Linked DNA regions of Mus musculus: all the other regions are linked to region 4. The links are chromatin contacts, called in public Hi-C, HiChIP or PLAC-seq and promoter capture Hi-C maps. All regions are on one chromosome and are shown on one strand. The core of a region is the stretch at or near the end of the contact, and the rest is flanking DNA. Distances in the headings are between cores, read along the strand shown. Region 1 holds the start of Kcnc3 (potassium voltage gated channel, Shaw-related subfamily, member 3). Region 2 holds the start of Clec11a (C-type lectin domain family 11, member a). Region 3 holds the start of 2410002F23Rik (RIKEN cDNA 2410002F23 gene). Region 4 holds the start of Ctu1 (cytosolic thiouridylase subunit 1). Region 5 has its middle 3.4 kb from the start of Gm18905. Region 6 holds the start of Klk1 (kallikrein 1).

The links. Promoter capture Hi-C pulls out the DNA fragments that hold promoters and counts their contacts. A called contact is a pair of places that touch in the nucleus more often than the background predicts. HiChIP or PLAC-seq counts read pairs in DNA pulled down with a chosen protein or histone mark.
Region 1: a promoter capture Hi-C map of embryonic stem cells shows a contact between it and region 4, with 2.2 times the contacts expected there. The contact joins the promoter of Kcnc3 here to the promoter of Ctu1 in region 4. A contact is called at or near these places in 2 of 39 promoter capture datasets (embryonic stem cells and pre-B cells), 1 of 484 Hi-C or Micro-C datasets (muscle stem cells) and 1 of 115 datasets of contacts at active chromatin or transcription factors (stem cell-derived neural progenitor cells).
Region 2: a Hi-C map of uterus shows a contact between it and region 4, with 4 times the contacts expected there. The contact joins the promoter of Clec11a here to the promoter of Ctu1 in region 4. A contact is called at or near these places in 1 of 39 promoter capture datasets (embryonic stem cells), 2 of 484 Hi-C or Micro-C datasets (muscle stem cells and uterus), 1 of 115 datasets of contacts at active chromatin or transcription factors (embryonic stem cells) and 1 of 9 other capture datasets (embryonic stem cells).
Region 3: a promoter capture Hi-C map of embryonic stem cells shows a contact between it and region 4, with 3 times the contacts expected there. The contact joins the promoter of 2410002F23Rik here to the promoter of Ctu1 in region 4. A contact is called at or near these places in 5 of 39 promoter capture datasets (embryonic stem cells, hippocampal neurons, neural stem cells and 1 more), 8 of 484 Hi-C or Micro-C datasets (CD8 T cells, cortical neurons, embryonic stem cells and 4 more), 8 of 115 datasets of contacts at active chromatin or transcription factors (astrocytes, embryonic stem cells, extraembryonic endoderm stem cells and 2 more) and 1 of 9 other capture datasets (embryonic stem cells).
Region 5: a contact with region 4 is called in an H3K27ac HiChIP or PLAC-seq map of embryonic stem cells, with 6 read pairs. The contact joins the enhancer-like site here to the promoter of Ctu1 in region 4. A contact is called at or near these places in 6 of 39 promoter capture datasets (the C10 cell line, embryonic stem cells, hippocampal neurons and 2 more), 8 of 484 Hi-C or Micro-C datasets (B cells, the HL-1 cell line, cerebral cortex and 1 more), 6 of 115 datasets of contacts at active chromatin or transcription factors (double positive thymocytes, embryonic stem cells and stem cell-derived neural progenitor cells) and 3 of 9 other capture datasets (adipose tissue, embryonic stem cells and liver).
Region 6: an H3K27ac HiChIP or PLAC-seq map of embryonic stem cells shows a contact between it and region 4, with 8 read pairs. The contact joins the promoter of Klk1 here to the promoter of Ctu1 in region 4. A contact is called at or near these places in 5 of 39 promoter capture datasets (embryonic stem cells, frontonasal cranial neural crest, hippocampal neurons and 2 more), 1 of 484 Hi-C or Micro-C datasets (embryonic stem cells), 1 of 115 datasets of contacts at active chromatin or transcription factors (embryonic stem cells) and 1 of 9 other capture datasets (embryonic stem cells).

What each region holds. Positions count from the first base shown.
Region 1 is chr7:44,589,399-44,593,009 of GRCm38.p6, forward strand. Kcnc3 (potassium voltage gated channel, Shaw-related subfamily, member 3) reads left to right here and starts at 1,488. Exons shown (of 4, transcript NM_008422.2): 1 at 1,488-2,360. The coding sequence starts at 1,488.
Region 2 is chr7:44,305,009-44,308,973 of GRCm38.p6, forward strand. It overlaps Clec11a (C-type lectin domain family 11, member a), which reads right to left and starts at 1,951. Exons shown (of 4, transcript NM_009131.3): 1 at 1,611-1,951; 2 at 1,265-1,466; 3 at 821-1,012. The coding sequence starts at 1,757. It also overlaps a transcript of Shank1 not described here.
Region 3 is chr7:44,244,917-44,248,778 of GRCm38.p6, forward strand. 2410002F23Rik (RIKEN cDNA 2410002F23 gene) reads left to right here and starts at 1,806. Exons shown (of 6, transcript NM_025880.4): 1 at 1,806-1,907; 2 at 3,336-3,379. LOC115486841 (a small nucleolar RNA gene) reads left to right here and starts at 3,174; the gene lies at 3,174-3,264.
Region 4 is chr7:43,669,816-43,673,710 of GRCm38.p6, forward strand. Ctu1 (cytosolic thiouridylase subunit 1) reads left to right here and starts at 2,216. Exons shown (of 3, transcript NM_145582.1): 1 at 2,216-2,260. It also overlaps a transcript of Siglece not described here.
Region 5 is chr7:44,274,566-44,278,528 of GRCm38.p6, forward strand. No RefSeq gene overlaps it. Among named protein-coding and RNA genes, the nearest start is that of Gm18905, 3.4 kb to the left of the region's middle. Within about 2 kb of position 2,401, at least 3 of the 459 cell types and tissues checked have an H3K27ac peak or open chromatin away from gene starts, as enhancers often do. A contact at or near this core is called in embryonic stem cells, where this site is marked.
Region 6 is chr7:44,222,834-44,226,822 of GRCm38.p6, forward strand. It overlaps Klk1 (kallikrein 1), which reads left to right and starts at 2,527. Exons shown (of 5, transcript NM_010639.8): 1 at 2,527-2,691. The coding sequence starts at 2,646. It also overlaps Gm10109.

The DNA of each region.
Region 1 (3,611 bases), core at 238-2,737, 920 kb after region 4:
CTGGCTTCTCACTTTTCCCTCCATAACCCCGCCCCTTCCCAATGGTCCCGTCTGACCTCGTGGCTGAGAGGCTGTTGTCCGTGCTCCCGGTGGCGCTCTTTCCTGCATGCCTGGTCCCCACTCCTTTACCCATCTCTTGGCCCTTCTGTCTGCACTCTTTGTTGTCTACGCTTCATCCCCTTTCTTCCACCAGCTGGCAACTTTTGCCCCTTCCCTAAGACGTAGTGGACCATCCTCCGGGGTCTCTACCAATGAATCTCTCTATTCCAGCCCACCCCCAGCCCCGTGCCCAGCAATGAGTGTCCTTCCCCTAACAGGCATCTCATTTCCAGAACTCCATCCCACCAGCCTGGAGGCTTCTGGCTCTCTAAATGCTCATTTTTAGCGCCCCACTTTGCCATCCACTTACTAGTCGCATCTTCCTCTGGACTATTGAAGGTGTTTCATATAAGATATAGACCCTGTCCATCTGCCTGTGTCTCCCATTCGTCCGGATCCTCTTCGCCCAGGTCTAACCCCGTCTAACGAAGTCCAAATTTGCAACATCCAGTTGGACATGGTGGTGCTCATCTGTCATCTCAGCTACTTGGGATGCTAATGTTGAAGCAGGAGGACAGCGAACCTAAGACCTCCCTCAACTCCACAACTTGCAGCCTCCGCCCCTCCCCAGCTTTCATCCAGAGGCTCCCAGGCCTCGCCTTCCTTCCTTTACCATAGCGTCCCAGTATCTTCCGCTTCGACTGTCTCCTGTGAGTTTTTTTATTTAATCAAGTTCCAACTCCACCTCTAGTTCCCTTGTACCGCCCTCACCCCAGTTGAGACCCTCCCCCCTCATTGTCGCGGCCCAATAAGGATTGTTAATAATCTCTTGGGCTCGCTGCATCCAATTACTCCTACTTTCCCGTTCATTTGCCTTTTCAGTGCAGGTCCCGCCTGCCCGGGCTCTAGGCAATTTGTTTTCTTTTTGTCAGCTTCTCTTGTTGTGACTTCTTTCCCCCCACCCACCACCCCCCAACCCGTTCCTCACCCCTACCCCCACCAGAATTGATAGGCCTTTTTTTTTCGAGGCAGAGTCTCATGCAGCCCAGGCTGGCCTCTATCTCACTTTGTAGCATGACCTTGAACGCCTGATCCCCCTTCCTTCACGGTACCTGGCTCTTTCCCATACCTGGCTCTGAGGTCTCCATTTTCGCTGTGCTGCTGAGTTAGGCATTTTTAGGGTCCCCTTGACGCCCCGCCCTCTCCTAGGTAGGATCCAATCCCTGAGCTTTCTGTGCAACCCCACCTCCTCTAGCTAGGCTGGGTCGGAGTCTGCCTAGCCGTGGCCCCGCCCAGTCGCTCAGCCCAATCAGCTCGTGCCCTCCCTCCACCTGCCCAATCACACCCTCCCATCCATTCATCGCCTCCTCCTGTCCAATCACGTCTGCCTCTCTACCCGGGCCCCGCCCCCGAGACCCTGCCCCCTCCCAGCCCCGCCTCCCTGTCCAATGCTCAGTTCAGTGTGCGTCTGGTCGTTCCGCGGGCGCCAGGGGACCGGCAAGCAGCAGCCTCAGCCGGTGCCAACGCCGCAGCCGCCTGAGTCCTCACCGCCGCCTCTGCCGCCGCCGCAGCAGCAGCAGTGCTCTCAGCCCGGCACTGCCGCCTCCCCGGCGGGTGCCCCGCTTTCCTGCGGGCCTGGGGGCCGGCGTGCCGAGCCATGCCCCGGGCTGCCGGCGGTGGCCATGGGGCGGCACGGCGGCGGCGGCGGCGACAGCGGTAAGATCGTGATCAACGTGGGCGGCGTGCGCCATGAGACGTACCGCTCCACGTTGCGCACCCTGCCAGGGACCAGACTGGCCGGGCTGACCGAGCCCGAGGCGGCCGCGCGCTTTGACTACGACCCGGGCACGGACGAGTTCTTCTTCGACCGTCACCCGGGCGTCTTCGCCTACGTGCTCAACTACTACCGCACCGGCAAACTGCACTGCCCGGCCGACGTGTGCGGGCCGCTCTTCGAGGAGGAGCTGGGCTTCTGGGGCATAGACGAGACGGACGTGGAGGCCTGCTGCTGGATGACCTATCGCCAGCACCGTGACGCTGAGGAGGCACTGGACTCTTTCGAGGCCCCGGACTCCTCGGCCAACGCCAACGCCAACGCCGGAGGCGCGCACGATGCGGGACTGGACGACGAGGCGGGCGCAGGAGGCGGCGGCCTGGACGGGGCAGGCGGCGAGCTCAAGCGTCTGTGTTTTCAGGACGCGGGCGGAGGTGCCGGAGGACCTGCCGGGGGCGCGGGCGGCGCGGGCGGCACCTGGTGGCGGCGCTGGCAGCCCCGTGTGTGGGCGCTTTTTGAGGACCCCTACTCGTCGCGGGCTGCCAGGGTGAGCGCGCTCTCCGAGCACTCCTAATTATCCCAACCGCTCTGTTTCCGGAGCACTCCATCCCAGTGTCCCTCCTCCTCTTGAGCCCTCCAGTTCTCTGGAAGCCCTTCCTCCTTGCAGCTGGAGTTCCCTGCACCCCTGCAAACACACCCCTCTCTTTAGACCACCCTTCCAAGGACACCTCCCGAAAACTTAAGCGTCCCTGGGACCTTCTAAACCCCAACTCGCTGCTGCTCCTAGTCATCATAGATCCTGGGGAACAGCTTCCTAGCTGGATTTCCCTGACAGTCCTACCCCACCTTTCTCACACACCTTCTGAGACCTTTGGCAGGTCCCCAGAATGGCCTCAGCCTCTTCAAAACTTCTCCCACTGTCCCTTGAACACTCCAAAGCCATTTTCTTATTCCCGATCCTCAGTGTCCCAGGTCCCACCCATCTCCAGACCCTCTGAAGTTCCATCTCCATCTCTCCCTCCTTGGAGCCCTCCCTCATTCTCCCTGGGCCCAACTCCTAGATCTGTTTTTCTCTCAACTTTGGGCCTCCTGGCTGTTTGTGATCTTCTGCTCTTAGCTCTCAAAAGTTCTAGAAGATCTCCGCCCCCCAAGGAACCCTCAGAGCCTTCTGAACCTCCAAACTACTGGTCCTAGTCAGGACAGTTTCCCACAATCTAGCTGAGTGTGTGCTGGGGGTGGCGTCTTCCTTTCTAAACCCTTAAATCCTTCACCGTCTTTACCAGCCTCCTTCAAAGGACTTCCTCCCTCGAGTCCAGCAGGTTCCACTCCTGTGTCTCCAAAAGAGCCCTATGTTATACTTATCCTCTCCAGTACCCCCAGTATGTGTGTCGTTCCCCCCCCTCCCACCGAATTGCTCACAGTTCGTATATCCTTCCCTCCAACTGCACACCTGCCCTGTGTCTCCGGGATTAATTTCATTTCCATCCCTCCTTCCCCGGTTACTTTCTCATTCTGCCAAGTGACTTTCAGAAGTTTGTGTCACCTCAAATCCAAGTCATCAACCCAGAAATTTCTCAATTCTCACCCCAGCCCCTCCTGGGATAGCTCAACCCGCAAGGTTCTCCTCTCCCAGCCTTGCTCCCCTCACCCTCTCACCCCCACTTCCCCACACCCCCTACCATCACTCTTCTGTTTGCTTCCCCTGGTGTAAACCCAGAACCCTCCGCGGTCCTCCTCTCTTCTCCACCCTCTCCTTTCTTAGAAACCCCAGAGTCCCTCAAAGAGCTCTCCTGGAAGT
Region 2 (3,965 bases), core at 701-3,200, 630 kb after region 4:
TCAGAACGTTGCGGGTAGGAGGGGGCGAGGCCAAAGCTAGGCCTTTAGGTGATCAATGAGGTGGAACCAAGGTTGCAGGAGGGGAGAGAGGGCGGGTCCGGTAGGTAGAGGGAGGAGCCTGAGCCGTCGAGCGGTGCCTGGGGTGGAGGACGGGGCCAGGTGAAGGAGGGTCATAAGAAGGATGGCCAATGAGGTGGTGGCAGGCTTACTGAAGGCGGGGCCAAAGAGCTAAGGCCCGGAAACCAATGAAGCAGAGCCAGGACTGCAGGGGGCGGTTTTATAGCGACGGGGGCTAAAAAGAGGCGGAGTCAAAGTTAGAACCGCGGTGACCAGTGAAGCCAAGACGGGAGTGCTGGGGGCGTGGTTAAAAGGAGACAAACCCTTCAGGGGTGGAAAACCATCAGGAGGAGCCAAAGCGCTGAGGACAGAGGAGGCGTGGATAGTAGGAGGGATTAGAACTTCTGTGACCAGTGAGGCCTGGCCAGGCTGTCAGGGGCAGGGCCAATGCTTTGGAGGGTTGAAAAGGGTGGGGCCAAGGGGAGCCTCGTTAGAGCAGTAGTGTGTTAGTGAAGTGGAGCCAGGGCCTTCGGGGGCGTGGCCAGGGTGTAGGCGGTTCCAGACTATGGGTGGGGCTTTCAGGGTGTGGCACAGGTTGGAGCAAGAAAAGTCTCACCCACCTCACAATCCATCTCTAGATGTGCCAGCACCTCCCAGTTCTATGTGGACCCTCTGGTATCCTGATACCCGTTTTCTCCAGGTCTTCAGACCTCCATGGGTCTCCTCCTCCCACCTAGGCCCTCTTTGTGCTGCTGAGACTCACCCTCCAAGCGGCCGTGCTCCTGCTCAGCACGGTCCTGGACCTCCTTCAGGGCTTGCACTGAGTCGCGGGTGTCACTCGCAGCATCCCGCAGCTGCCGCAGCCCCTGGGTCAGCTCAACCACACGGGTGTCCAAAACGTGCAGACGGACGTGCAATTGGTGTAGGCCTGCATCGAGGCTGGCCAAGCGGCCCACTGTGAAAAGACAGAAGGCACAACTAGAGGCACAATTAAGGGCTCTAAGGACATGGAGGGCACGGCCCTCAGACTCCCAAAAGCGGATTGGATGAGGCGATCTGTGGGATGTGTGACCATGTCTATGAAGTTCAGTGGGTTAAACTCTTGACAGGCAGACACATCTGGGGACCTTGGGCCCCTTTGATGTGTCTGGCCTCCGAGTTGGGTCAGTGCTTGACAGACAGGCCACCCTGGCTTCTGAATACTCACAGATGTAAGTGACAGTGTCCTCTGGTGTGGGAGAAGGGCTGGGGAAAGGGTTGGGACTAGAAGAAGGTGCTGTGGTGATTTCCTCTTCCTCTTCTTCCCCTTGAGTCTCTGTGGTCTCCCAGACCTCTTTGTCTTCAGGGTTTTCAGCAAGATTATCCTCATTTCCCACCCCAGTGGGCAGCCCTAGGGCCTCCTGGAGATTCTGGGTCAGAGAATGCATGTCAGTTTCCTTCCCGCCTACCCTCTCAGCTCTTTTCTGAACCCATTGTTCCATCTAAACCCCCTTACTTTTCTTTACCCATCTGAACACTTCATCTCAAGCCCACAGTGCCCCTCCAACACTCACCTTCAACATCTGTGACTCCCGCTCTCTCTCCTCCTCCAGGGCACCTCCCCAGCCTCCCTCCCACTCCCTCCCAGGACCTCGGGCTCCATGACCAAAACTCAAAAGCTGAGGGACCACTAGGGCCCCCAAGAGCCAGGCTGCCTGCATCCAGCTGGGCTTCCCAGCACCCAAATAGTAGAGAGGTCAGAATGCCAGGGGTAGGACTGCTGTATAGACCTAGCAAGTGTCCCAGTCTGGTGGGCAGCTCACAAGCCCCTTGGACCTTCTTTCTGCCAGGCTTTCTCTTCTGCCTTCCCTCCTGATCTGCTCTGTCTCAACTTTTGATCTCCTCAGCTTCTCTTGGTGAGTCTCCCCGCCCCTATTGGCTTCCAGGAGGCTCTGCCTCTGTGGCCGGAAACCTCCAACGTTCCAAAGCCTGATCCCGCCTTGGGTCTACCCACACCCACCCCTTGCCACTTTCCAGACCTCTGCTTCTGCCCTCTTTCCTCCCTTTTGCAAGTACAAGCACTTATATGGATAAAAGGAAGATGGGGAAAGTTTTCCAGGGCATCCTTGGTACTGGTAGGCCTCAGCCTTGGTCCAGGAGTCTTCTCAGAACAAAGCAGGCTATGATAGGATGCCAGCTTTGGACTGTTCACTTCTCTCTGTCTTGGCCATTCCTGAGGAGGGGGCACACTGCAGAGAGTATGCTAAGGTTGCTATTATCCTGTGGTCACCGCTGACCACACAGCCTAATGAAGGGGACTCTTCTAACATTCTCAGGCTCCGGGGCTCTCCCATCCTCTACCCAGATGGCCTGTCCTGGCCCTACCAGCCCTTGTATGTGGTGCCTGCTTGTGGGGATATGTGTGAACAGCATGCATGTGTGCTGCTTAAAAGGTGTAACTACAAGATTCTCCTGCAGGCCAGGCCCTGAGCAGGTTGATGCTGGGGTGGGAGGGGTGGTAGTGAGCCCAGTGGTTCCCCCATCAAGGGAGGAGAAGGGTTGACAGTCAGAGCAGGTATCTCCAGTATGTATACTAACCAAGCACTGGCCGTGAGTAGAGAACCCTCTGCAAGCTGCCTTATCCCAGCCTAGACCACTGCAGTGGCCTCCCCTTACTCTCCCTCCTTCTACAGAGCCCCTCCAATCTGGGCTGCTTGCCTGCCGCAGCCAGAGCAATCCTTCCAAACCATAAATCAGATCACATTACTCCCCACGCCCCTGCCTCCTCACCTTCCCATCAGAAGCAGGAGAGAAGCCAAACCGCGGTCTCCTCGGTCCTCAGTGCAGCCTGCAGGGCTGGGGCCTGGGAGAGAACCGTTTTTTCTGCAGTCTCACCTCATCTCCCCTCACCCTCCATCACCACTCTGTCCTTCCTAGCCTTTTCCTCCTTCTGCAAACTCTTCCCTCAGCTCTTTCTCATTACTGAAGCCTCAGCTCTGCCCACCATGTGAGATGCTTTCTCAAAATGCCCCCTTTTCTTCTAGGTATGGTCCAACCAGTATGGGCTTGTTTATTTACATCTGTCTCTTGCAGACCAAGGCATAGATTTTGGGGCTACTTCTGTATCCCCAAATCAAAGCAGGACTTCCTAGCACCTAGTTGGTACTCAGTTAAACTGATGAATAAGACCAATGTTACAGCAGCTTGGTAAAAGGCCTTAAAAATCAGACTTTTGTGTTTAGGTTGCACCGGAGTTCTCAAGGTGTCTGCCTGAGTGCAGGCGCTGAGGGCAGTGGAAGGTTCCAATGCCAGGAGAGTAGATGGCCATGCCTTACCCACACCATGCCAGGCTCATGAGTCCTGCAGAGCTTTAGTCCCGCAGGTCCTGCCAATTCATGAGCCAAAGATCTAGGGGCCCAGGGTTTGCAAGGAAAAAGCAAAGAAGCTCAGAGAGGAGACATGGCAGCCGTATGGAGGTCACAGGTGTGGCATCATGTACCAAGGCTGCTGGCTCCAAGCAGGTACCTCACATCTGCCCTCAGCTGCTGTGAGTCCCATGAGGGGCCTTGTAAAGGAACACACCAGTTTTCAAGAAAGCCTAGTACGCAGAGGGCAGAGTGACCTTGGGCAGCCAACTGATTCTCGGAGCCTCTCGGATGCTCATCTGTAGCACGGAGGTCTCTCTTCGGAAGCTGGAGACCTCCATATAATGCAGAGGGGCTTTGTAAACTGCAGAATGCCTCATAGCCGCTCAGTGTATGTACCAGCACCAGCAGCTGTTCTCCATGGGCGCAGCTGCTCGGCACCTGGGTGGGTGCATCAAGATGAGGGCCTCTCTAAGCTGGGTACCAACTCCAGTTTATCCCAGGATGCCCCAGAGAAGCTGCAGCTGAAGACAAACTCAGAAACTATCTAGAACAACCCTCTGT
Region 3 (3,862 bases), core at 556-3,055, 570 kb after region 4:
TATGTAGCCAAGATGGAATCTAAGTTCTCAGTCTCTTGCTGGCATTCTAGGTGGACACAAGCATGCCTGGTCTAATGTTAGGGATGAACCCAGCGCTTCCTTCATGTTGGACAGGCACTCTACCAACTGAGCCACATTCCCCAAGCAAATGCGTCCATTTTTAAACAGAGTAACAACTCTGTCTTATACTAGATCTACAAGTAATCAAATAAACAGTGTCAATACTGTGCAGACAGATGCAATGTATGTGCCCATAGATGAAGGTAAGGGGGTCCATGCTATGGGGAAAGAGAAAGGTGTCTTATTTTTCTGTTGCTATGATAAAACACCCTGATAAACGCCACGTAAGGGGACAGGTTCACAGTTCAAAGTGCAGTTCATCACATGGAGAGGTAAGGTGAGGGTCAAGGAGGCAGGAGCTTGAGGAGGCTGCTGGTCACACTGCATCTGCAGTCAGAGGGACATTTACACTGGTGCTCAGCTTTCTCCATTTATGCAGCCCATGGTTCCCCAATAGTGGGTGTGCCTTCCCAGGTCAACTAACCCAACTAAGATAACCTGTGCATGGTCAGCGGCTAAGCTAACCTAGATAACTCTCCACAAGGTATGCTCCAAGGCTTCTTTCCTAGGTAATACCAGATTTGGAGAAGTTGACCATATTAACCATCAATGTGGTAACGGGAGCCAAGCACAGAAGCAGACAGGGAGCTTTCTGAGCTCAAGGCCAGCCTGTTCTAGAGAGAGAGGCCTTGTCTCATCAAACTATTGACTTTCCTCTGGTGTGAGCCAGCAGCAATAATGGAAACTCGTTTACCTAAGAGAAGAATCTTTCCCTTTACTTCAGACCACTAGGTTCCCAGGCCAGTCTCCCCAGCGGAATGAGAAAGAGCCCTAATGAGCAGAGGGCCAGCTAAACAAAGAATACTCAGGTCACATTAAGGAATCTAGAGCTTGAAGAGTGTAACATAGACTATTTGGAGGGCAAAATGAAGAAAGAGAGAACTGGTATGAGGTGCAGACTTTTAAAAAAAAAATGTTCTATGACTTCTGTGGTTGAGGACCCACTTCGAGCTCATCCAAGTATTCAGAACCCTGACCCTTATCCCCCAAGACCTAGGGGTTCCAGCCCTCCGCCTCCTTCCTCAGACCCAGCAGTCCTTATCTCAGCCTCCAGATTCAAACCCAGTAGTGCAGCCCTCCAGCCTCACGCCCTCATACACAAGGGTCCAGACACCACCCACCCTCCCTCACACCCAGGGGTCCAGACCCCAACCTGCCCTCTTTCTGGCACAGGGAATTCCCCTCCTTTCCGCCCTAGCGTCCCCGCTCCGGGCCCGCACATCACAGAACCCAGCCCTCTAACTACACCACACCCATGGTTCCCTAAAAGTCTGCCAGTGTGTGCTGGTCCTGCCTCCCGCGCCGCAGCTGCGACTACTGCCGGGTGGGCCCTTTTAGCGGACCCCAGCTTCTGCAGCAAAAACGAGCTAGCCTGCCGCGCTGGCAAGTCGGGGGATTTCCGGTTCTGGCCAAACCCCCACCCCATGGGGGGCTTTCTCGTCCCGCCCTCTCCTTGGGAGCTGTCTAAGAGCTGCCTGACGGAAGTAACGGAAGAACCTTTCAGATATGTTCTTCATTCTCTTCATCCTCTTTGGGAACAACGTACCTTATCACCTGATCAGGAATGTCCTAAGGGCAACAGACGTTTATTCTTTCTGCCACCGTGAAAGCAGGATCCCCGGCTCAGGCGTAAGTGTGGGCTACCTCAGGGCGGGGCCCAAGAGCCGCTGGAGGCGGGGCCTTGCGAGCGCGATGGGTGGGGCTGACGGGCAGCGCGCGCTATAAATGGGGACACGCGGCGGTGGCGCGCGCCTGTGGCGATCGCGTGTGAGGTGAGGTCTGTCCCGGTGAGTTTTTCCACGGTGTTGGCCTCGGTACCTTCCAGTCGGTGGTGCTGCTTTGCACCCTGGGAAGCACGTGTCCCGAGGTGTCCGTGGCCTGGTCACGGGTGTACCTGTCGCGCGGACGGGCTCAAGGGCGCTGCTTGGGGCCGCGGGCGTGCTCGGGCTGGAACCAGGGTTTCTCTCGAAGGGGCGGATGCGGGTACTTTCGGGACAATGCCTTTCGCCAGGTTTGTGGAGCTTGGGATGCCGGGCCAGGCCTTCCTTTGTCTTGCCTTAGCCGGGCTACGCCATTTCTGCTGCTCACGTCGCGGGTCTTGTCCGCCATCTTCCCGGTTTTTTTTTTTTTTTTAGGCGACAGGGAGGGGGGTGTGTGACATAGAATCTTTCCTCCCAGTGACAGCCCCGTGCTACCTGCAGGTTCTCTCCGTAGGAAATCTCTACCACTGCCCCTCCCCCGTGTGGGATTTTGGCAATTTTGTGCAACCTAGAACACATGAGGGCTGGAGGAGGATGGGGTGTAGGGGCAGATACACGATACGGAGTTACCAAGGCGGAAGTGAGTGCACGTGGAGGACTGGATTGCTTCGGAGCAGCAGGTAGGAGTAGACGAGGAGGAAGGGAGCCAGGCCTTTGTTCACCTGCAAGAATACTAATACAATGGCTACAGGATGGTCTTGTAGGGCCTGATGGTACAAGCATTTTCGGTTCAGCTACTCAAGTAAATTACATATTTCTCCCAAAATATTTTAACCACACCTTTGCCTGTAAACCAATCTTTTTCTGCCTACTTACTGGTCAGTGCCATTATCACACTTGATTAAACTCTTTCCTCTTGGGAATCCTACTGTTCTCTTTGTGTTCCTTGCTAAATCATCTCCCAGACAGCTTTCACAGGGTGGTTCAAATCTCGCTGAGTAAGTCACTGGGCCTTCCATTTATTTATTTATTTATTTATATAAATATATATATGTATATAAGCCTATATTATATATATAAAATCTCAGCAGGGTTTTGCTTGTTTGCATTTTGCTCTGTAGAACCCCCATAGTTCTCCCACCAGGCTCCTCAGAAGGATGTGTGTCTTTGCAGGTTGTGTTTTTCAAGGTTACGAACCAAGACAGAACATCATGTCCATAGGGAATCTCTATGGACCTACTGGACTGGGGAACTTGGAGCCTCTAGTGGATTTTGTGTTTGTCAATCTTTTCTATTGTGTTAGCTTGGCCACCATCCCTGAAGGCAAGTAGCCTTGACATTGCAGAAGGCCTGAGGCTCCTGTGATGTTTAGCACTGGGCTCCAAACACCCTTGAGGACACAGTGCCCCTCCAGGACCTTTGACACCTGGAGATCTGAGGACCTCTAAATTTGATGTTCTGTACCTGTGGGCTGGCCCCACACATAACCCTCACCAAGTCCTTTCGGTATTACAGGTGTATCTTGAAGCCACGTAGCCATCCATCATCATCTTACTGTGGTAAGAGCCTTTACTTTTTAATCTGTCCACACCTAAAATAAATAGTGTACCTTCCTTTTCAGTTACTCTCTATAAGTTGGATTTAATGAACCCGCAATTATAGGGTATTACATATTAAAACTCTTAACTTAAATGGGATCAGTCAGGTGTAGGTAAAGATCCCAGACCTGCTGTTCATAACTCCATACCAGTCAGTAAACCACCTCAATAAACCTGGGTGCTGAATGGAACAGACACATCAAGGGCAGGCACCTAAGTCCTCTGCAGTTACATAGAGAGGGTGGCAGTATTTTCTGTCTTCTAAGGGTAAGGACTGGGTAAGGTACAGAAAGGACCAAATTTTCAAACTCAGTAGAGAACAAAATATCGGCATTAGCGCCTGCCCACTGGATTTGTGGACTGAAGACAATGTAGCTTTGAGCATCGTTTAGGGCCTAGCAAATAATTTGTACCCCCCAAAAAAAAGATACTTTTTATTTTTTA
Region 4 (3,895 bases), core at 966-3,465:
TCTGGACCTCTTAGTGTGCTCCCCCCTGAGCCCCAGACCTGGAAGTTTCTCCATTTTACACAACAACACCGACCCCAGAAAACTGCCTGCCCAGGACTTGGTCACACATTTCTTTAGGGCTGTGGAGGGGACCAACCAGATGTCTGCGTTGGTCCTTGATTCTCTGCAGTGTGGTGAAGTCTTTCTCCTTCTTCCCTTACTTAGCTGGAATCAATTTGTCTGGGATGCTGATGAAGAGGGGCTTGGCACATAAGGACCACAGGACAGAGTAGACAGGCCAGACAAGTGGGCTCGCTCTAAGCTTGCTCTATCTAAGCTCGCTCTATCTATCTAAGCTCGCTCTATCTGTGGTGCTGAAGCACTATTCCCATAGCCTAGGTCAGCAGTTCTCATGCTGTAGGCTGTGACCCTTTTGGGGTCACAGGAGTTGCTTAAGACCATTGGAAAACACAGATACACACATTATGAGTCATAAGAGCAGCAAAATTACAATTATGAGGTTGCAACAAAAATAATTTTATGACTGGGGTCACCACAACATGAGGAACTGTGTGAAAGAGTTGCAAAATTAAGAAGGTTGAGAACCACGGAGCTGAACCCAGGCTGGTAGCTCAGGGCCGTAATTCCAGCTACTTGGAGGACCGAGGCAAAGGATTATAAGTTTGAGGACTGCACTGGCCACATGGCGAGACCCTGTTTAAATTTAAAAAGCATAGAAGTGGTGCATTCTGGGGCTATAGCTCAGTATTAGAGTGCTTACCTAATACCAATACTGAGGAGTTGGGGCATGGCTCACTATTAAAACCTCTGCCTAGAGTTTCTCCAATGAGGTGCTGGGAATATACCTAGCTTAGTAATAGAGCATCCACTTAGAATCCCCTAATGAGAGGCTAGGGTGTGGCACAGTGTTAAAACCCCTGCCTAGAATTTCCCAGTAAGTTCCTGGGTAGTAAGTGGCTCAATAATCGAGTCCCTACCTAGAATCCCCTAGTGAGGGGCTGGAGTGTGGTTCGTCGGTAGAAAGCTGTCTGAAACTGGAGAATGATCCACAGTAGGAATGCTTTTCATTTCAAGTGCATAAACAGCAAACTGCAGAAAGATAATGGGGCACCAGGTCAGACATGAAACAAACATCCAGTAGAAACAGACTGGGGAAGCTGGGAACCACACACAGTCTGCAGGAGGCTGAAGAAGAGGATCCCAGGAAGACAGACTCCCAACTAACCATTCCCACCACAGATGTCCTATGGGATGAGAAGTAGCAGAGGTCTCTGGGAATGGGTCCCATCCTATCTGTGTTCAAGGATACACTATTTTTCTTCTAAGAACTTACTCTCCTGTTCTTAAGGAAGTAGCGTTTCCACTTTATTTGGCTGTTCTCTTTCACTTTCTCACAGGACCAGGAAGCCGGCTGGTGACTGAGGAAGCGGTCTTGGAGAACGCTTTAAGACAAAATGCTTGGGTCTAAAGTCGGGCTGGGACGCCAGGTTCCCGGTGACCTTAAACAGTACAAGACGACAATTTACTGATGTGTATTACAATAGCTTACATAGCTGTGTGTCATCTGGACTCCTTCCACCTTTGTGAGAAAGGAAGGAAGGAAGGAAGGAAGGAAGGAAGGAAGGAAGGAAGGAAGGAAGGAAGGAAGACAGAAAGGGGCAAGATTGCATACACCTTTTATCTTAGCACTCTGGAGGCAGATGCAGGTGGGTCTCTGAGTTCAAGGCCAGCCTGGTCTATATGGCTAGTTCCTCCAGGACAGCCTAGGCTACATGGTAAGATCCTGGGGAGAGAATCAAAGAAAGAGAGAGCAAGGGAGAGAGACACAGAGAAGAGGGAGGGGGAAACAGTAACAGAGACTGAGAAGCAAGCAAGTAGCAGAAGTATATGATAGTCCACAAAACTAGGAAATTATACTGCAGCCATTCTGATTTCAACCACTTCTGATTTCAACTTCCCTTCTGGTGACCTCGCGTTGCCGGACAACATCAGGATTCTGGGCTCGGTTCCCAGGCCCTGGTGTGCGCCCTACAGAGTCGGCCCGTGGGGAGGCATTTGGCAGAAGGAAAGCTGTACTCTCAAGTGTTTCTGGGAATTGGAGTCCAAGCTGCTGTAGAGTTACAGGCCCGCGTCTGGAGCTGTTGCATTCTGGAAGTCGTAGGCAAAGCAGTTCAAGGCCTTATGGGAATTGTAGTCCCAGGGCATTTTTCCGCTCCAGGCTTCCGCGTGGCAGGCAGAGTACTCAGCTCGTTCCACTCAGGTTAGTGTTCCTCTTCCTCCGGTTCCTACGGGCTTGGGGCCATGGTGCCACGGGAGAGCTGAAGGTCTTTCTAGAGATTTGGCACTCGCTTTTATGATTGTCAACTCGCGTTCTGGCCAGGATCTCCTAGTCTGGTCTCTTGCCAGGCCGCTTTGTTCATTTGGTGGTAACAGATCATCTGCCTTCTCTTGCCCCTGTTAAATATGTTCTGGTGACGCCTCTTCTGCCCTTTAGGAGAGTTGGCCACCCGGAGGCACCCCTGAAATTTGTTTTGTAGATCAGGCTAGCCTGGAACTTGCAGAAATTCAACTGCCACTTCCTCTTGAGTGTTGGGATTAAAGGCGTGCACCACCACGCCTGTTATTACCTCGGGGGTTTGCCGCCAGTCTGTACACAATTCTTTCCCCCATCATCCCAGATACTTACTTAATTAGCATAAGCCCTGTTCGCTCCGTCAGCTAAAGACTACTGATATATCTATCAACCAGGTTCCCTCCATGATCTCAGGGCTACTACTGATGTGGTATCCCCCTTTTCTGTTTCTGCGTGTGTCTGTAAGCTACTCCTTACAATAGCAACCCCCTCACAGGATTAGATGACTGAGAACAGAGAGTGTATTTACACGCCATTCTGCATAAATGCGGGGGTAGAAGGTGGTGGGCACTCTCAGGAGACAGATAAGCCAGGCAGAAGGGACAGATTTGGGGAGCACTTGAAAGGTGCCCTGCAAGGATCCTAAGTGGGTCGTTAGGAGGTCAAGCCTGGAGGCACCTCTGAGCCTGATGATTCTAGGGCTTGCTGGGCAGGGCGTGAGGAGAAGTGAGGAGAGACTGGTGTGAACCTAATCCGGGCGAGAGGAAGGGGAGAAACAAAGGCTGAGGAGGATAGTTCAAGGGGCAGTGCTCAGCCAGGAGAGTTAGGGGAGTCTTGAGGGCTGCTTGCTGGGTTCAGTGATCAGAAAGAACTCTTTGGGCCAGAGGAAAGGAGTGTTCCTGGGATACTTGAGAGCATTCTGGAAAGGAGCCACGGGGCCTCCCAAGCATCATTCACGGACCTGTCAAAAAGGTAACTGGGCTGGATCTGCAGGTTGTTATATGCAAATTGTCGTGAAGGAGGGGAGGCCAAGGCAGAGACCAGTGACCCAGACAAGCAGGCTGTGCCAGTGTTCTGAGTTGTGCAGGATAATCAAACAATGAGGGTCACCTTAGAATGTAATCGGGCTCCAAGGCAGCAAGGAGGTCCAGCCTCAATGAACTGAACGTCAGGCTCTTTCTTTTTATTTAGCGTTTACTTTAGGTTGTGTCTCCTTTAGGACAGGTACTTCTGGGCAGCAGAAAAACTTTTAAAATAAAATAAGAATTAGGTTGCATAGTTAAATAATATGTGAAGATTTAGGTGGAGGTAGTCTTTTTTTTTCTTCACAAAAGTTGTTTTTTTTGGGGGGGGGGGTTAAAAAGTTTCTCAAACCAAAACTCCTCATCAAAGGAAACATCACACCCCTGAAACTTTGGTCCCTCTTGTGGACTGTTTGCTGTACTCAATAATGCAAGACATCGCATATGTATCAGGACTGTCTTGTACCAAGTCATGCCAAGGCCCTAAAGCTCCTTCAGAAAACAACTTCATAGACAATAG
Region 5 (3,963 bases), core at 1,151-3,650, 600 kb after region 4:
TGCTAGCTAGGTTAGTGCTTGCTGAAAAAGGAAAGAGTGAAGAATAAAGACACAGGCTTTCCAATACTGTGACGGGCCCTCCATAAAGCTAAGCCCTTTGGGTGGTGAATCAGCCCCTCTCTGGGAGTATTGACCCCTTCCTAAGATATTAGCAGCTCTTCTAGTTGTTAGGCCCTCCCTTTTAAATATTAGAACCACCCCTAAGATATTGCTCCCCCACTTGTCCACCCATTTACCTGACAGGTGCCTATGTATTTAATTCGATGTATTAATCAAGTCACACCCATGGAGCCCTGACTCCATTTTTCTTTGCTGTGTGACCTTCAGTAAGTGGCTTAATCACTCTGAGCGAAATATCGTCATCTGTGACAAGGATGCTCATTCCAGCAGGCTTGCATGCATACAGATGTCTGCCTGGGACCTGAGATTTAAGGCGACCGAGCATCTGACCAAGGAGTCCTATGTAACTTTAACTTTTTTCAACATCTATTTTTAGTGATGGTTCCTAAACGCTTTAACCTCCCTTCTAGCCCACCACCCTCCAGAGGTAGTGGGAAAGAAAGGATACAGGGAAGCGGACCTGCTTAGAAATGGTTCATTGGAGCAAATCCCATCTGTGTTATCAGAGAACCGGCAGTTTTGTTCACAGGTCAGCAGTGGCAGCTCTGTCCACTCACAAAAATCTTCACAGGAACACCAGCAGTCCAGCAGGAGAGTCAGGAGAGCAAACACAAATCAGCAGCAGTGGCATGACCGAGCAGAGTCAGCAGGAGGGACCAGCACATGAGTCTGTCTCAGTTGACATCACTCTGCCAAATGGCCCGAGTCCACAGAAGCAGGAAGAAGTCACTAACATACATCAGAAGTTTTTGGCGTGGTTCTCTCTACAGAGTCCCAACAAATGGAGCTCAACTATGCATTGTAAGGTGGACCCATACATGTGTGTCCTTAGCAAAGACTCCTTCATTACCTGTCCTTTCATGTGCTTGCTTGAGCAGAACATCCTTTCTCCTGTGTCTGCCTCAGTAAATGTTCCTTCACATGTTTGCCCCAGCAAAACACCATCCAATACAACTGACTTTCCAAAGGATCCTTAAGTTTCTACTTCAGTCATCTTCTAGGGGGCGCTCTTTAGAGATGTTCCAGTCCTCTGCACAGAGGACAACCCACTGTCACCAGGGAGGTCCCAGTGACATCTGCAACCACAGAGGCTAGGACATCATCAGAAAGCCTGCTCAGGATCCCACGCTCCCTTCCCGAAGAAGTCAGTCTTGGATGAAGACTGACTGGGGTGGCTACTCCATGGAAACTGAGGGAGTGGGAACAGTGGGAACTGAGGAGGTGGGAACAGTGGGAACAGTGGGAACTGAGGGGGTGGGAACAGTGGGAACTGAGGGGGTGGGAACAGTGGGAACTGAAGGGGTGGGAACAGTGGGAACTGAGGGAGTGGGAACAGTGGGAACTGAGGGGGTGGTAACAGTGGGAACTGGAGGAGTGGGAACATTGGGAACTGAGGGAGTGGGAACAGTGGGAACTGAGGGAGTGGGAACAGTGGGAACTGATGGAGTGGGAACAGTAGGAACTGAGGGAGTGGGAACAGTGGGAACTGGAGGAGTGGGAACAGTGGGAACTGGAGGAGTGGGGCACTGGGAACTGGAGGAATGGGAACAGTGGGAAATGAGAGAGTAGAAACAGTGGGAACTGGAGGAGTGGGAACAGTGGGAACTGGAGGAGTGAGAACAGTGGGAACTGGAGGAGTGAGAACAGTGGGAACTGGAGGAGTGGGGCAATGGGAACTGAGTGGGTGGGAAGAGTGGGAACTGAGGGGGTGGTAGGAACCAAGAGGGTAGGAATGAAAACCATGGGGACTATGGGAAAAGAGAGAACCGCTCCTACCAAGAAGCCATCTTCTCTGCAGGTCTCTGCTCCCTCCTTCGCGTTTATTTTGTAATTCCTTTTCTTGCTTCTCGAACCGTTTGCTAATTTCCTTTTTGACCTTGTTTTCTCCTTGTAGCTGAAATTTAAATGTACAGACCTTCCTCGGAGTCTGACGCTGATGTTTCTGAGTGAATTGTGGCTTCTGTTTGTCTGTCCCTAGAGCACAGGAATTCTTTGAAAGGGCGTTCTGCAGTGTCCAAGGAGGTTAGAGCTCTCTTTCTTTCAAAGACAAAGATTTACTTTTATGTGTAAATTTTTAAAACTAGCATGGTGTTTTGCCTGTGTAAGACCCTTGAGGCATACAAGTGGCCAGGCCCCACACCTAAGGACACCCAACAACCAGACTCTGCCCCCCCCCCCCCCCCCCCGAGAATACTCTAGCAGGCGGACCCAGCCCGTAGAGATGCAGGAAGACAAGCCCTATCCTATCCCAGGCCACCCTGGAAAGCCCCACCCCTGGAAGCCCTACATAAAGCCTGCCTTCACCTTGTATGAGGTTTGTTGTATGGTGTGACTCTGTGGTATTCCTTGGCTCCTGGCTGCCAGGATACCTTTCCCCCTCAGAGCTGTTAGCACTTACATTGCCTGCAGGTGTGTCTGTCTGTGCACACCATGCCCTCAGGAGCAAGAAGAGGGTGTTGAGTGGCCCTGGAATTGGAGTTACAAATGGTTGTAAGCTGTCTTGTGGGGGCCTGGGGTCAAACTGGAGTCCTCTGGAAAAGCAGCCAGTAACTTTTAGCCACTAAACTGCCTTTTCTCTCCAGCCCCTCTTCCTTCCTTCCTTCCTTCCTTCCTTCCTCCCTCCCTCCCTCCCTCCCTCCCTCCCTCCCTCCCTTCCTTCCTTCTTTCCTTTTATTTTTTATTTACTTGCAGTGCATATCTGTCTGGATGGGAGGTACTGAGTGCAGTACCCACAGAGGTCAGAAGAGGGCGTCAGAACACCTGAAGCTGGAGTTGAAGGAGGCAGTGAGCCTCCTGGTGTAGACACTGGGAGTGATATTATGGTTATTCAGAGGAAAGCCTTATTCTCAGGAGATGGGGCTGGAGATCTGGCAGATAAATGGTTTATGATCCACACTTACGCAGGCTTTCAGGAGCTTCAAGAAATTCCTTGTAATGGCAGGTCTTCTTATCTTGTTCAATTTTTTTCTGGTTCTTCTTCATTTGTTTCACTTTTTGTTTAAGTTTTTCAATTAGCAGGTATTAATTGTGCACAATAGTGGGTTTCGTTATGGCACATTCTTCCATGTTTATAGCGTAATGTTTAATCATACTCATCCCCCTTGTCCCTCATCTTGTCCCTTCCCATACCTACTGAATCCCTTCCTTCCCCCACCTAGTCAGTCGTGTGACATTATTCCTGGGAAGACATAAACATTTTCTCACCATGAATAGAGAACTGACCACAGAACAAAGAACAGATGCCACCAAAGTCCATCTTGGTGAACCAGTGAGTTTTATTGGGGTTACTTACAGAAGCAGAAATGACTCCGATAGCCGACTTTGACAAAAGCCCATCCTAGCATGGATGACAACTCACATAAGATGGGACCCTAGAGCACACTGCACAGCCTGCAGACAGCTCAATAGGTTAGAGGTTGTCTTTCCCAGACAGTTCAGTTGGTCTGAGAGTGACCCTTAGCAGTCCTTTCTACTTATGTATGCGTGAAGAGGGAGGAGCCTAGTGAGTCTGCTCAATTTCAGGGACTTTCTGAAGCCTGTGAGTTGCTTATTACTTTCTAGATTAAGGAGCTGGCCTCCAAGATGAAGGTTTTCAATCTACACAATAGTCCCCTGTGGTTAATGCCTTTGTGTCTCCCTGACAACGTTAAGTTCATCAATGCTGCTGCTGCTGCTGCTGCTGCTGCTGCTGCTGCTGCTGCTGCTGCCGCCGCCGCCGCCTATGTCACCCTTTCCTGATCTCAGAGCTCAGTCTCTTCTGTCTTCCAATGTGGACTGAAGACCAGTGGCTCACCCAGTATCCTCAAGGCCTTTAGCATCAGATTGGAAATCTCGAGGCACCCC
Region 6 (3,989 bases), core at 1,277-3,776, 550 kb after region 4:
ACACATGGATCTTATCTGTTTCCAAACACAAGGTAAAGGCAGTCGAGGGGTCCTGGTGTTGTGTCTTAGTTGGCAGAATGCTTGCCTAGCTGTGAGCATCCTGCATTTCATCCTCAGCACTGTGCTGAGCTGAGTCTGCAGCACATGCCTGTGATCCCTGCACTTGGGAGGAGGATCAGAAAATCATGGTTGTCCACAGATACACATTGAGCTGGAGGTCAGCCTGGGCTACATAGACCTGTCACAAACAAGGCAGAGGAATGGAATATACCTCAGCACCTGTCTAGAATCCATCCCACAAGGAGGGGCAGGAAATGGTTCAGAGGTAGAGCACCTGCCTACAATCCTCCAATGAGGTTCTTCTGGGGGTGTGGCTTAGTGATAGAGACCCTGTGGCCTGTGTGTGTAAGGCTCTGGGTTCTGCCTTCAGCAACACCCTCCCCCACAAAAAAACAAAAACAAAAAAGAAAAAAATATCACCTCTATTACCAAAATCACTACTTAGAAATTCAAAAATAACTCTACAGCCACTCATAGAGTTACCACCAACAATAATGGACACTGTGAGCTTTAACCTACACTCCCAAAGAGACTCCTGGGAGAGTGCCACTGGCCCTACCCCACAATCACCTCTACCACCCAGTACAAGGACCCCCCAGTCTATGTATACACTGACCAGTGAATTGTCCCACATTGGCACACTTATGCCTCCTGCAGTCAATCCAGAGGCCGATGAAACCAGTTTACGGACCATGCATATAGATCATCTACCCATCCACCATGCTGAACACCAACAAAGTTGCCAGGAAGATGAAGGTGAGGGACCAGCCAGGTAGGACCAACTTGCGGTCCTCCTCCCAGGAAGAGAGCAAGTCAGCTGGGGAGGGAGAAAGTTCTGGGGACCTGGATGTTTTCTTCACTCTCTCTCGATGCATACAAACCTTCATCCTTTTCCTCCTTTCCTTTTCCCCCCTCTCATGTACAACCTGTTCCCTGTGGATGCTGTTTGTAGCTAATCTCCAGCACCACTTCTACTCTTTCAGTTCCCATGCACTGGCTGCTTCTGATGCAGTACACCTATCAAACTCCAGCATGATTATGTATGCTTGACCACACACATAAATGATCCAGGGTTTGAAAGAACTCACAAGTGGATGAATGCGTGCTTCCTCTCTTGTCCTTTAGAGCAAAGAACAGTGTAGTTTTCAGAAGAACTTGGGCACAGAGGCCTAGGACTCACAGGAGAATTAGGTGGCCAATTGATCACCAGCTCCTCATTTACCCTGGATTAGGGCTAGCCTGGTCTTCTTGGAGCTTACAGGGCACACAGGAATACACCCAGGTCAAATGTGCTAACTGCCATGAGAGCTAAAATAGTCTAGATGCTCAACGAGAGGGGATGGGTCTGAAACCTGCAACAGTAAGTAGGTGTCAAAGGCTGGGTATTTCCCCTTCTCTGTACCAGAACGCATGCTGACTTCTTGATGTTTTAAAGTTTGAGACCCTGTGTTGTTTCACTGGCCTGAGTACACTATGTGCACAGTCTAACCTGGACCTCACCAAGATCCACCAGCCCCAGCCTCCTAAGTTTTGGGATCAAAGGTGTGCACCAAAATATGCAGCTGCCAAGCTGAACCCTTAATGAGGCTCCTGGGGGGAAGTGACATTTTCTGGTTGCTGTTTCTTGAGAAAGGGTCTCAAATAAGCTGGGATGAGCTAACCTCAAAATATAGCTCAGGATCTTGGAAATGAGGAAGAAAATAGTCATTGTTATCCCAACACTGTTCAGGGTGGGTGACACTCCACTGTAGAATAACCTGAATTCTCTTATTCTTGAATCAAAGTGTCAATGGACCATGGTAATGTGCACCATAACTTTCATTCATTTTATTTTATTGGTTATTTGGAAACAGCACTATATATTACCCTGCTGTCTTGAAAGTCACTATGTAGACTAGGTTGGTCTACATCATAGAATACTAGAGCCTAAAATCACACAGATAAACCTGCCTCTGGCTTCAAAGTGTTGGTACTGAAGATTTGCACCACTACACCCAGCTCTCAAACCTCTCATGAAACAATAAAATCAGTAACCCAGAGTTCCAAGTCCAAAAAGGTAATAATTTTGGCATTCTCAAAAAAAAAGTATTTATATCTGCAGAGAGCCTGCAGCCCTTGTGGCTATCAACGGCAAAGAATTTCTACTAACTGCTGGTTTCTAGGGTAACCTTGGACTAGAGGTATATGACCTTGTTTAGAGCAGTGGATTGGGGGTCACTGGCTCCTCCACCTTCCTTTCACACCCCTTCACCATTGCCCCTGACCTTGCCATCTGCCTTAGGTCACCATAACACTAACAGCTCCAGGAGCAACAGGACCTGCCCCACCCAATCTCAGACCTGGGAAGGTATCCAAGGTGACCTAGGGCCCACAGGAGAGCAGGTGCAACAGGGCCCTCCCCTCCCACAGCCATGAGGGTGGGAGAAGGGAGTACAACTCTGTCAGGAAGGGCAGGGCTTTGGCCAACATCTGGCTGCCAACACGGCAGGGGTGGGGCTGTGGGGGAGAATGAGGGTTTTTAAAGGCTCCCCAGGAGCCTCTACAGCTCCAAGATCACTGCCTGCAGCTCCTGGACTCCTGTTACCATGAGGTTCCTGATCCTGTTCCTAGCCCTGTCCCTAGGAGGGATTGGTGAGATAAGGGAAGGGGGAGGGAACAGAGCCCTGACTCTCCTGCTGCCTTTGGCCCTAGACATCCCTTTCCCCCTTGCCCCTCACCCCAGCTACATCATGAGTACCTGCTCCTCCTTCTCTGCCCTGTACACTGCCAGGTCCCTCACATTCCTTTTTCCCAGGAAAGGCCCCTGTTCCTTCCCATTTTCCAGAACTTTCTCCTCTTCCTTAGACACCTGATCATTTCTGAGCTTCTCCAGTCTTTCTAAGGAACCCAACCTCTTACCAACCTTAGGACCTCAGATGTCGCTCAAGTTCATTGCTTTTCCTAGAGCCTCATAGCCCAAACCTTGAATCAGAGGCTTGTCTAAATCCCCCAATAGCACCTTAGGCAGTTGCAGCAGCTGCCAGCCTTCAGCTGTGTTGTCCACATGCTGACAACTGGTCCCCCATCATCCCAAGTTGCTCAGTTTCTACCAAAACTTTCACTTCTCAAATTGGCTTGTGACATAAGATGGTCCCCCCTGCCCCCTGCTTTCTGGTGTGGGGAAAATGTCCATGTCCCTTCTCAATGGCTTTTTTGGTTTAGTCTGGGTTTTGTAAGAGGAGTCAGGTAGCAGACGCCAGATGTGGATATTAAGTATCTTAACCAATCACTCGCCACCTGAGACTGGGTCTCTCACTGTATAGAGAGTTCCTGTTAGGCTAAGATGGCTGTCCAGCAAGCCTCGGGGGAATCCTCCTGTTTCCACCTCCCCAGCTCTGGGGTTACAGGTGCACAGCATCACACCTGACTTTTTCCCTGGGGTTTGGAAGGTTCTTCTCCGGTCTTAATACTTACACGGCCATTCCTGTAGCAACCAAGCCATCTCCTGCCAAGGTCTTGGGAATAAGTTCTGAGTTTGTGTCTCATGATGTAGCCCAGGCTTGTCTCCAGTCCATGGCAATCCCTCTGCCTCAACCTGCTGTGTGCTGGGATTACAGAGAAGTGCAGCTATGCATAGCTTGCCAAGATTTCCTCTTTTTCCAAATGCTATGCCTTGGCCTCCTCTTCCCCCTCATGCCGCACTCCCTGCACCACAGGCTCCTGTGCTTTCTCATCAGAGCCCCATAGCACAGCTCTAGTTCCCACTCTGTGCAGAACACCCCAAAGACCCCAATGCCTAACCCTAGTACCTCACATCAGTGTGTCTTCCTCTGCTCACAGCGGCCTGACTTGCTTTAACTCCTTTTCTACTCCTGTCCAGAGGCTGCCTCCAAGAGAACCCTGAGCCTCTGCAATACCCAGATCACTTGCCCACCTCCACAGGAAGCAGA